Regions from separate parts of the Lactuca sativa genome. Here region 2 is linked to region 1. Evidence: chromatin contacts called from public Hi-C data. All regions are on one chromosome and are shown on one strand. Each heading gives the region's core, a stretch centred on a gene start, on an enhancer-like site or on the middle of the called end of the contact. The rest is flanking DNA. Distances are from core to core; before and after follow the strand shown.

Region 1 (6,247 bases), core at 2,749-5,248:
TGAAAATGGATAATTTGTAGAAATGTCTAAAAGTTTTTATGGTTTGATTGGAAAAAATAAAAGTACAAGTGAAGTGGTTAAAGTGAAAATTGCGATAAAAATATAATGGTTTTTGCGTAAATTGGCGTTTATGAAATGTGGTGGAGGTGGACCTTGCAGGACGTTTATCGTAGTTGGTTGAATTGCTAGGCTCACAAAATCTTATCTCAATAGGCCAAGGAATAAACTTTGCTGTGGCAACTTTGTTTCTGTAAGTCCTGTGACAATAACACCAACAAGCATTCAATATTCATATTATACCTTCTTAGTATTTAGGGTTTAACAAAGAATGGATCTACCAATTTTTACCTGGGAAGACGAGGATCGGTAAGGCGCCTCTCACGCAAATCTTCCATTGATAAAAGCTGAAAACATCAGAGTTAATAACAAGGAAATACCAATTTTTTACTGAGTTTGTAGAAAGCAAAGGTACTTCTGATACCAGTTCTGGATCAGGGACAGCTGGCATAGAGGGTAACTGGTGATCAAACCCTACTTCTTCTTTCTGTAATAAAAATATATCGATATAACAATAAATGGGAAAGGATTTAATCAAAGTTAATTGAATATAGAAAATACCTGAAATGAAGCAATCATTGTGAACACAACATTTCCCTTTTGTATTGCATCTATCCTTCGTGTAGCAAAACTATTGCCATCGCGTACGCGATGAACATGATATATAATTGGAACTGCAATGCAAGCATACACTTATCAGACATTTCTCCCAAGTTATTCATCAAAGACAAACGAAATGACACATCATCTAATCTAATTATCCCAACAAGCTGATAAATTGAACATGGCTTACTTTCAAGATCCCCAACAAGAAGAAAGTAAACATGTAAGCTATGAACAATCTTGAGTGAATCAACAGTTTTTGATGCTGCAGCCAGCGCCTGCATATTATTCACCATTTACAAAAACCATTCCCATCAGATTTTCAGTTTCTTATAGTAAATTACATTTGGCCCCTGAGTATAGCTGATTTTTGCAATTTCGGTCCAAAAAAGTTCTCTCTCGTAATTTTGGTCCTTATTTGAGGTTCTCTCTCATAACGCTTTTGGTCCCTTTTCCAAGTAAAATGACTGTTTTTGGTCCCTTGGTAAAGCTGGTTTTTGAAATTTGGGTGAAAAAAAAATAAACTCATTTACTTGGAACAGGAACCAAAAGCTACAAAATCCTCAAATAAGGACCTAAATTGCAAGAGAAGACCTTTTGGGACCAAAAATGAAAATAATCCATACTCAGGGACCAAACATGTAATTTACTCAACTTTTTATATTATAGAGAAATCTCTACCTAAATGAATGGGAGCATTACATATACTGGTAGGAAAATATTATTGATAATGTAGGGTGTCAAAAATTGAGTAAAAAATATAGGTATTTTCTGCAATTTTCCCTAACATGATATGCATGTATATAATATAAATATACAATATAAGTATAAAACAATGTATAATCAACTGTTCCAGTTTAACCAAAAGAAAAAGTTTTACTATTACCTGTCCAATGAACTGTCCACCAAACACTTTCCCAAAACGTGGAGCATCAGGCAACGTGATCCCTTTAAAAATGTTGACCTTCATAGAAAACATCACAAATACAAGGTTTTTTTTTTATTTTTTTTTTTTATCAACATATATAACAGGGTCAGGGATCACATGATATAGCCTGCTTTGTTTATTTTTATTTATATATTGCTTTACTTACTTCTATAGGCTCAAGATGCAATATGCTCTCTACAAGTGAACATGATTCTAGTGTTTTGTCTGCACTCCAGATTGACTTTGACTGCAACAAACTGCAATGCTCTTGGGGCAATACTAAGCAGGTCAACTGTTGCAAATAACGGGAGGGAATTAAAATAATCAAATTCAGAAAATAAAATAAGGAAAGACAGAACTATTCAAAGTACCTTAGTAAGTGCAATGACATCTGCTTGCTGTGCAGATACTGCCACACCTACAAATCAAGGTTAAATTAGTCAAATCAAGAATTATCATGAAAGGACTAGCTTTGAGTGCATTGTTGTTCCATTGAGAATTAAACTATTGTTGTTTACAGTTATTGGGAATGAAAAAAAAAACAATAAATTATATAGCAAGCGAGAATAATGATATAATGAAAGATGAAAGATGAGATTTTCACCATTGCCAAAGTAGTCATAACGTTTAAGTTGGAACTCTGGCCTATTATGCTCATCTGCTTGGACATAGCCAGACACCTCCGCCTGCAAATTTTGAATAATCATACTAGGGAAAATTGCAGGAAATAGCAACGTGCTGTCATTGATTTGTTTACCAATGTAGGCAATATATTATACTATTTACACATAATAGCAGCATACTGACATTTCTTTACCAATAATAGGCAATATGTAACAAATATATGATGCCCATATTGGTAGCAAGATTCAATTATAGGTAAAAGATAAAGGACATTGCTATTATCGATTAGAAAAGTAAGTATGTTGCTACTATGGGTAAAAAATAAAGTACATTGCTCATATTGGTAGAGCAAGAGCAAAGTACATTGCTATACGAGGCAGTTTACTCATCATTCCGTATTATTGAATCACATGGAAAACATTACCTCGCCTTCCCATATGAAGTAGATTCCATTCCCAGCCTCTCCTTCACGAACAACATACTCATGTGGTTCTTGAAAAGGAAACATTACAACTATTTAAGTCAATAAACATCTTTCATTTTGAGGGGCACAAAAACAACCCTAATTTCATAATTAAACTAGTCTAAGACTTTTAAGTAAATCATTTTACGATAATACTGAAAGCGTACTCCTGTATATTTATACTCTATGCAGCAACAATAACATATTTGCTAACAAATTTTACTGAATCAATAAGATATTCCAAATTTTATTGTATGCTTTCTCCTGATAGTTATGTAAATTGACCAACGATACCCCAGAATTATTTAGCTTCCTTTCCATACAACCTAAGTATTCCAAATTTTATGCTTTCTTAACACTTTTCAACATTCCTAAAATTCTGATGAAGCCAAGCCACACTAAATTAAACTATTACTCTCAGTCCCATATAATTGCAAATATTTACTTGGTAACTGGCACATAGCCTAAGCATAGTGTTTTACTATTCCCCAAATATCCAATCAATGACAAAACTGAAGACTGTAATATCACCAGCATAATCCATTTGAAATGGTGCAAACTCATAAATGGGTCATTTCATCTGTACAATTTTCCAGTCTTCATGGTACATCACACATATCAAACTTTCAATGCTACTAATGGATTGGAGGTAATATGATATAGTACTTGACGAATCAACCTTAGATTTGCACAATTACATTATTCAATCCATCCATAACAGAAATAAATTATTACTTGAAATCTAACAATAATAGGCATAAATCTGAAATCTAAAACAACTCAAAACACTACTTTTCTATCAAATTACCGATCATCAAAACATCAACCGGTATCAGTCTATATAGAACTAATTTATTACTGTAATATTCAAAACCCTACTTTTCTACCAAGTAAACTGATCATCAAAACATCAAATTCACCAAAATTATATCAGTCGACAATCAAAATAGAACCAACTTATTACCGTAGTGTTTAACAGTAACAACTTGTGCGATTTTCCGGAGAGACAAGCTCGGGAGCCTCTGAAGCAACGGCACACAACCCAAAAACTCGATCACTGCTCATTAATTTCAACCATATACACCAACAAAAACAATCATCTGTCACATCAATACACATTGAAACTGCAAGAGATTAGCGACTATTGATAACGAATTCAGGTTACCTGCTTCTGTAGTGTACATGTTGAACTTTGACCACAACTTTACAATAATTCGGGAAAAAACTGTTTTTCCAGTCGTATCTAGACGGCAGATAAAGAGAGATGCTCCGAGCCTCCAAGGCAACGGCAAGGCGACTATAATTTATTAGCGTCCATTTAATTTAATCACGTGTTTTCTCTTTTCCACTTCTTTTTCTTTCAATAATTGATCTAAACGGACCCATACGGAAATATGGAACATCTGTTACAAAGTAAAATGCTAAATTATATTCTTCGTTCCTATTAAATATGAAATATGAGAATAAGTAGTCATTCCTACATAACAATTTTTTCTATACACAACAATTCATACATTATATAGTTGTACAATACAATATTTTAAACCAATTACTGTGTATAAAAAAAAATTGTTATGTACGGATCAGTTCTCTATGAAAATAATGATATCATTCCTAAAAATTGACTGTTCTTTTGATTATTATTATTACTAGATTAAAAAAAACATTTATTGATAATTTCAAATCATAATATGAAAATAATGATATCATTCCCAAAAATTCATTTACAAAAAGGGTACCTGAAGCGACATCTGTTGCATCCTTTGCGGCTTCCAGGGTCATCTGCAATGCTTTCGCCTTTGGTTTCCGTGGGAAATTGGGCGTTGTTGCCTCCTTCTTCTTCGGGCAGTCTTTCGAAATGTGCCCTTCCTCGTGACACCCATAGCACACCCTTTTGCTGGCGGTGCACTCGTTGGCGTAATGCCTTGTCTTCCCACACGTATAGCAGGTCACCTCTTCGATACATTTCCCGAAGTGTTTCTTTTTACACTTCTCCCACCACTTTGTTTCGTTTCCTCCTCCATACTTCCTTAATCCAAACTTGTTCTTCTTGTTGAACCTTGCAGATCCCTCAAACTTTCTCTTTTCGCCAGCCTCAACCTTGTTGGCGGCTCTCCCCTTGATCATTTCCTCAACAAACCTGGCAGCCCAGAGAGCTGCCTCCAGAGTAGGTGCCTGGCGGACTGACACAACGTACTCCCATGGAAGTCCCATTGCATACTTATCAACTTTTGTCAGCTCGTCTAGAACGATGCGCAAAGCAAACTCCATTTTGTCAGTGAAGGCATTGGTGTATTCACCAATAGACATACTTCCCTTTTTCAATGTCAGGAATTGGTTCTCTAGCTCAAGCAGATTTTGGGCCGGGTAATACTTACGCTTGAAGTGCACCAAAAACTCTGCCCAAGTCAGTTGCAGAGGCTTATTGGGGCTTATGGTTTTCCCCATAGTGTTCCACCAGCGAACAACACCACCTCTGAATTGAGGCACTGCAAATGTGGTTTGTAGCTTGCCTTTGCAACCACATGTTATGAAGGCCAATTCCATTTCCGATATCCAGTCCATAACTCTAATTGGATCTTCTTTCCCAGTGAAAGTTGATGGCTTGCAAGTCGTAAAGTCCTTATACTTACATCCGTTTCTCTCGACTCCGTCCTCTTGGTTGTTTCTCCTTATCACCGGCGGTTCAGCTTGACCAACGGTCCTGCTATAGTTTCCCTCCTCTGATTGGCCATCATTCAGTTCTGGCTGTTCAACGGGCATCGAAGGTTCATCCCTATTATTCAGCAACAGTTGCCTCATTTTTCCCTCTGCTCAGCCATTATAGCTAGAATCATGGCTTGTACTCCAGCCATTGTGACCGGCTCAGGTGAAGCTTCTACTATCGGCACTTGCTCAATCCCTTGGGGACGAGGCTATTGATTCCTGTTTTCATTCACGTTTCCAGCTCTGCTTCGGGTTCTTGCTATTTCGATATATACACCAGATTAGGTGAATTTAGATATTTATTTACGATAGACGCTTAAATTCTCCTTATCACTCCGAATCGTTACATGCTAGTTCTAATATCGTAGTCGTACATTTAGAATCCTAAACACATAAGGTTTCTAGATCCGGTCGACAACAGATCATAGATCTAAACAAATAATAGCATTTAGCATATAAAAACATTTTAGGCATATTTCCTAAATAAACTAGTGCTTGTGCCTAGAATATGGTAGACACTCATCTCACGATCATCGCTTAGCATTGTAAGTTTAAGTCTAGAAATCATACAAATTTATAGTTCGCTTAAACTAATGCTTTGATACCAACTGTGACATCCCCATTTTCACGGCCAAAAAAGAACGATTTTGTTTATGCTTTATAATAAAATCAAAGTAACTTTTTTTTACAGAAAGTGTTGCGGAATTTGTTCCCAAAAATATAGATAAGTATTTATCAAAACATTTCCGAAGAAATGTATTTTCATTACATTACAAAACCCGATATGTCATCGTCAATACAAATCAAAAGCATAAACCAAAAACAACATAGGCCTTACAACATTTCTATTTATTTCTATTGGCCTA
Region 2 (6,247 bases), core at 1,544-4,043, 240 kb after region 1:
TGGGGCAAAGCTTCAAAATACATAGATCTATACAATATGAAGGTCAAGCAAGAAGCTTTATACCTCAAACAAGCTCCAGAGGATGGTATTTCTTCAGATCCACAAGTTCCACACGTTCTTCTTCTTCTTTGACAACTTCCCTTTTCTCCTTCAAGCCCTTCTTTTGCCAATACAAGCTTCTCAAGGTCAAACACACTCAAATATGGAGGGAATACGAGATTAGGGTTTCTCTGAGGTTGAAGATGAGTGTAAGGAGGCTGAGGGGTGAACCATCTTATTCCTTATATAGTGGTTGGCCCTAAAAATAGGGTTTGGGATTCCTGTGAGTACGCGGGGCGTACCTCCCTGGTACGCGGGGAGTACTAACCCGGCCAACGCGCATATCATCCTCCCATTACGCTGGGCGTACGTCCAGCTTACGCTAGGTGTACCCAGCCAGACTCTAAAACTCATGCATGCCATGCATGCATGGGACCCGTCTTCCACTTATACCACAACGAGCTATAAACAATAATCATCTACGAACACCGCAACTCCTCTAATCTAAACCCACTCCCAAATAGTTTACATTCATACGGGGTGACAAGAAACCCAATGCTTCTAACACATACGCCAGCCCGAAACCTTCTCGGATGAAACTCATTTCTCGAAAAGGACCAGAACTACCTTTCTCTTAAACTTCACGGACTCATAGTCACACACTTAAAGAACGGGGTGTTACATGTTAAAAGCCTAACAGAGGACGTACGTGGGGCGTACTCCCCTGGTACGCTGGGCGTACTCTTGCTTGACGTTGACCACCATCGGAGTGGTTGACCCAGTATGCTGGGCATACATAATTTATGCGGGACGTATATGGGGTTTTGCTAGAACCCTAATAAATTCTTAACGGCTTAAGCACTTAAGTCCAAACTTCAGATCCACTGACCAAATATGCCTAAGAATCAGAAAGTCTCGAACTTTAACATTTTGGATGTCCAAAAAAGTTCTTAACACATGGTCTTAATCCATTAAGACCTTCCTACTCCATGCATGAGACACATTTAGTTATTGGGACATCATTTTTATCACTTAGGACCTCTTTAAGGGTCTGAAATGACAACTCATCTCGTCCAAATCATATCATGCACCAACTTGGGACTTTTGGGACAATAAATGGTTCCATCAAGCTAGAATGGCAAGATCTATATCATACAAGCATAAAGTTTGAAGCTTTTTACCTTCTGGAGCTTCTAGGGCACCAAACAACTTCATATCTACAAGCTTGTTCTCCTTCCCCAACTTCTTGATGCAACACCTTCTTCTCCAACCACTTAAAACACCCTCTATAAGCTCACACACTCAAGGAAAGGATTAGGGTTTGGGGAAAACGACTCTAAACTGTGGAGGATGAGGTAAGGGGGGGTTATAAGCTTATAAGGATGTTTATATAGCACTTAAACCTTAAATATTAGGGTTCCTCCTGACGTGAGTACGCTTAGCATACATAAGTGTACGCCAGCGTACTAAGGTGCGCCTAGTACGCTCAACGTACCTTATGTACGCTTGGCGTACTAACCTTGTTCTGAAAGTTGCAACTTTAGCCCTTACGCTTCTTATGGATCGACTCATCTAGCCCTAGGGACTACAAATGACAAATAATAATAATAGAAGAGATGATTCAGAAATACCTGCAAAACCTCATAATGTTACAAGTTTGGGTTTCGAGTATGCCCTCTTCATCGTTGATTCCTTGGGGTTGGGTTTGGGGTTGAGATACTTAAAATACGTTTCATGGATATAGTGTATGAGACGAAAAGTATGATCGGTGCCACCCGATAAGTTGGTATCATGGGGGTGATTCAAATTATGGGAAATATGATGGAGTATCGAGATGAAATATATTATCGACAAACGTTATTTTTGGACTTTGGACCATGAGGCGTGTTATAGTAGATGGATGATGGAGATGTGTTAAATGGATTTTTGGATCCATTGTTGAGAGTGTGATTATATATATATATATATATATATATATATATATATATATATATATATATATATATATATATATATATATATATATATATATATATATATATATATATAAAAGATGGTTAAAAGTAAAGGAAAAACATCTAATTTAAAAAATTAACATGTAAAAGTTTTTTTTTGGAAAAGAGAAAAGCTCACGGGTTTTTGTTGACGAATTTATGGTTTTTCACACACAACCACATAAAGGCGTGGTGTAGTCATGCCTGACTTAATGCCACCGGCACACCACATATTCATGATATTGTTAGGGCATGTTGTCTACCTTTTTTATTGTCACAATACACCACTCTCTTTGTTTGAAAATAAGTGACCGAGATAGAACTTTTAGTTTTTATTGTATTTTTTAAGAATTTTACTTTTAGTCATATATTATCAACTTCCATCTACGTGTTATCGGCTTTTAATTTGTAACTTTCAACTATTATCTAGTTTTGACGAACCGTTTTAGATTAAAATTATATATTTTGCTTTCATGGCTTCCATGTGAACTTTTTTATTTGAATTTTCTATTTCTTGCTTAAAACTATTTTATTGTATAATACATTATTGTATTTTATTTATAACTATATCCTTTATATTCGTTTCCTATATAATATTATGTAAGGTCTTTGTTTTTGTTTTTTTTGAAAGTTGTTTGGATAAGAGTTATTTGTTGATTGCGAAACAAAAAACCTACGTTTTATCCATTAAAAAGAGGAGAAATATCATCTATGACTATAACCCAATCATAAAATATAAATTATTATATTAGAAAATGGATTCCATTTGAGCCCTAAATAGAAAGGTCGTATCGCCATTTCTGTTCCCATCAAAAACCGATCAGTGTTCTCTCTCTATCCCGTTTACAAGTTTTTGTCCCACTTAGACTTTAGGTCAAAATGCTAACTTTCTCCATTTGAGTTCTTCAGATCGTTACTCGTAATTGCTTTGCCAAAACTGTTCTCCAATCCCAAATCGCAAAACATTGGCTTATATTTTTTTACGCCAACGATTTTGCTTCTAATTTGTTACCAAAACCAAAACCCCTCAATTCTCTCCTCTTTGCTTGTGATCCATCCTGAAATTTCAAGCTATTGTTGTGTATATTTTTTGTTTATTTTCCTATCGATTGAGAATTTTAGGCTTTTAGATCGGCGGCTAGTTGATTGATTAGTTTTTAGTTAGGGTTGTGGAGATTCTTCGGTAGAGTTGGAAATGAATAACAACTACGCACGAGGAGGTGGGGGAAGGTATCCGCCGGGAATTGGGCGTGGTGGTGGTGGGAATTATCATGGAAACCCTAATCCTAATTTCCAGCAACAGTATGCTCAAAGGAATCCAGCGCACCACCAGCAGTTTCAACAGCAGCAGCAGCAGCAGCAACAACAACAATGGCTGAGAAGAAACCCTGTGGGAAATGATTCGAGTGTGGTTGACGAAGTGGAAAAGACTATACAGTCCGAAGCTGCTGACCCTAGGTACAATTATGGTTTCATTCTCAAAAATTATGTTTAGATTTCTATAAGTATGCCTTGCTTAGTTGTTCCATTATGCTTTTCTAAGTCTAATCGTGTTTCTTCTTGCAGTGGTCAAGATTGGAAGGCACAATTGAGGCTTCCACCAGCTGACACTCGATACAGAACAGAAGTATGCTTGTGATGTTATCTATGTGCTTATGAGTTTAATTTTGGATGCGTTACATGTGACTGTTTTACTTGAACTTTGTTTCTAATTTTGTACCATTTCAGGATGTGACAGCGACCAAAGGAAATGAATTTGAAGATTACTTTCTCAAGCGTGAGTTGCTTATGGGGATATATGAGAAGGGTTTTGAAAGGCCATCTCCAATTCAAGAAGAAAGCATCCCAATTGCCCTCACAGGAAGTGATATTCTTGCAAGAGCTAAAAATGGAACAGGGAAAACTGCTGCCTTCTGCATTCCTGCTTTAGAAAAAATTGATCAAGAGAGCAATGTTATTCAAGGTTCTAAATTTAAACTTTTTTTTTTTTTTTTTTTGGTTTTTAATATCAAAATCTTTTTAGTGTTTTCTCTGAAGTTTCCCATATGTGCAGTGGTTATACTTGTTCCAACTAGAGAATTGGCTCTTCAAACATCTCAAGTCTGCAAAGAACTTGGAAAACACCTAAACATTCAGGTCATGGTTACTACTGGTGGAACCAGCTTAAAAGATGACATCATGCGATTGTATCAGCCTGTTCATTTACTTGTTGGTACTCCTGGAAGAATATTAGATCTTTCAAAGAAGGGAATCTGCGTGTTGAAAGATTGTGCAATGCTTGTCATGGATGAGGTACAGCTATTTACTCTGTATCTAATGCTCTCTAATTACATGATTTCATATAGTGTACATATTATTTCAGGTTTTCATGTATGATAACAAAACAAAGATAGTTCTGTTTAGGCATGATCTTGATTTTTGAAGTTTTTTGTGCGACTCATTACTCACTTTTTTTTTTGTTAACCCAACATGAGATATTAATCAGTGGTTTACTTTTTGTTCCCAGGCTGATAAGCTTTTGTCACCTGAGTTCCAGCCTTCAGTAGAGCAACTAATCCACTTCATGCCTACAAACCGTCAAATTTTAATGTTTTCAGCAACTTTTCCTGTGACAGTGAAGGATTTCAAAGATAGATACCTTCCAAAATCTTATGTTATCAACCTCATGGACGAACTTACCCTCAAGGGAATAACACAGTTCTATGCTTTTGTTGAAGAAAGGCAGAAAGTTCATTGCCTCAATACTCTTTTCTCAAAGGTTTCATCTGAATTTGTTTTATTTATTTATTACTGTAAAGCTGTGAGTTGGAATTTTTGACTTTATTTAATTACAGCTTCAAATCAACCAATCAATAATTTTCTGCAACTCGGTAAATCGGGTTGAACTACTGGCGAAGAAAATAACTGAGCTTGGTTACTCTTGTTTCTACATTCATGCAAAGATGCTTCAAGATCATCGTAATCGAGTTTTTCATGATTTTCGTAATGGTGCTTGCAGGAATCTTGTCTGTACTGGTATATATATTGCTTCCTTTTTTTCTACTTTACATAATATAATAGCTACCACAAGAAATACCAACCTACTTTCATACATGTCTTGCTTTTAAACATTTACGTTATGATAGCATTTTTTTATTCTTATTACAACATTATACGCTGAAAAATCTGCTTAGCTGTAGTTTCAAAAAATGCTTTGTATTTTGATGACATTGCTATAATTGGGTAGTTTGTTTTTTTTTCAAAGTAGAATGTTGTAATACTTAGAGGAAGTAAAATGCTATAATAGATATAAGTCATTGAAAGTTTGTAGTTATATCTTGCATTTAATCTTCTCTTTGAAGTATTATTTCATCAACTCTATTCCATAAAATATCAATCGCATACAATGATTATGGTTGTTTCTACTGCACAAAATAGCCAGGAGAGATAAATGCAATGTGCTTTCATAGTTTCAATGACAATGCTGTTATAAATTGGGTAGATTTTTCAAAGTAGATTGCTGTAATAGGAAAAAAAAATGAGAGTTGGAAGTAGATTGTTAATTTTTTTTTTGGCTCATGATTGCAGATTTATTCACGAGGGGTATTGATATTCAAGCAGTAAACGTCGTTATCAATTTTGACTTCCCGAAAAACTCAGAAACATATCTCCACAGGGTGGGTATAAAAATTATAATTGGAAAAAGTTGCTTCATTATTAAACAACCATAAATGAATGATTCTCAAATAAATTATAATTGATTGATAGGTTGGTCGATCAGGAAGGTTTGGACACCTTGGGTTAGCTGTAAACCTAATCACATATGAAGATCGCTTTAATCTGTATGCATCCCTATATATATATATATATATATATATATATATATATATATATATATATATATATATATATATATATATATTTTAACTTTTTCTTTTTTGGCATATCCTTCCTATTTTCATGAATCAATGTAAATTTGAAAATCTTTATTATTCATCTTTTTTGTTGTTTCAGGTATAGGATTGAACAAGAACTTGGAACTGAGATAAAACAGATCCCTCCATTCATTGATCAAGCTATTTATTGTCGCTGAAAGATTGTTGGGTGAGTTTAATAACCAAAGCTATATTTTAAAATATCATTGATTTTCTAATAATTTTTTGATTTACTGAAGGGAAGGTGTGAGCTGTCTCTCTGTCTGTTTAAGGAAAGGACCCAAAGGTACACACATTTCA

What was found. A called contact is a pair of places that touch in the nucleus more often than the background predicts.
Region 2: a Hi-C map of seed shows a contact between it and region 1, with 4 times the contacts expected there. The contact joins the promoter of LOC111912897 here to the promoter of LOC111902693 in region 1. A contact is called at or near these places in 4 of 4 Hi-C or Micro-C datasets (bud, leaf and seed).

What each region holds. Positions count from the first base shown.
Region 1 is chr7:5,858,305-5,864,551 of Lsat_Salinas_v11, forward strand. It overlaps LOC111902693 (acyl-CoA hydrolase 2), which reads right to left and starts at 3,999. Exons shown (of 17, transcript XM_023898515.3): 1 at 3,841-3,999; 2 at 3,640-3,732; 3 at 2,637-2,704; 4 at 2,193-2,274; 5 at 1,960-2,006; 6 at 1,755-1,880; 7 at 1,547-1,624; 8 at 851-938; 9 at 619-731; 10 at 482-544; 11 at 349-404; 12 at 153-257. The coding sequence starts at 3,859.
Region 2 is chr7:6,103,791-6,110,037 of Lsat_Salinas_v11, forward strand. LOC111912897 (DEAD-box ATP-dependent RNA helicase 8) reads left to right here and starts at 2,794. Exons shown (of 12, transcript XR_002857370.2): 1 at 2,794-3,491; 2 at 3,600-3,660; 3 at 3,762-3,996; 4 at 4,087-4,325; 5 at 4,540-4,791; 6 at 4,868-5,048; 7 at 5,601-5,689; 8 at 5,781-5,854; 9 at 6,027-6,116; 10 at 6,187-6,233.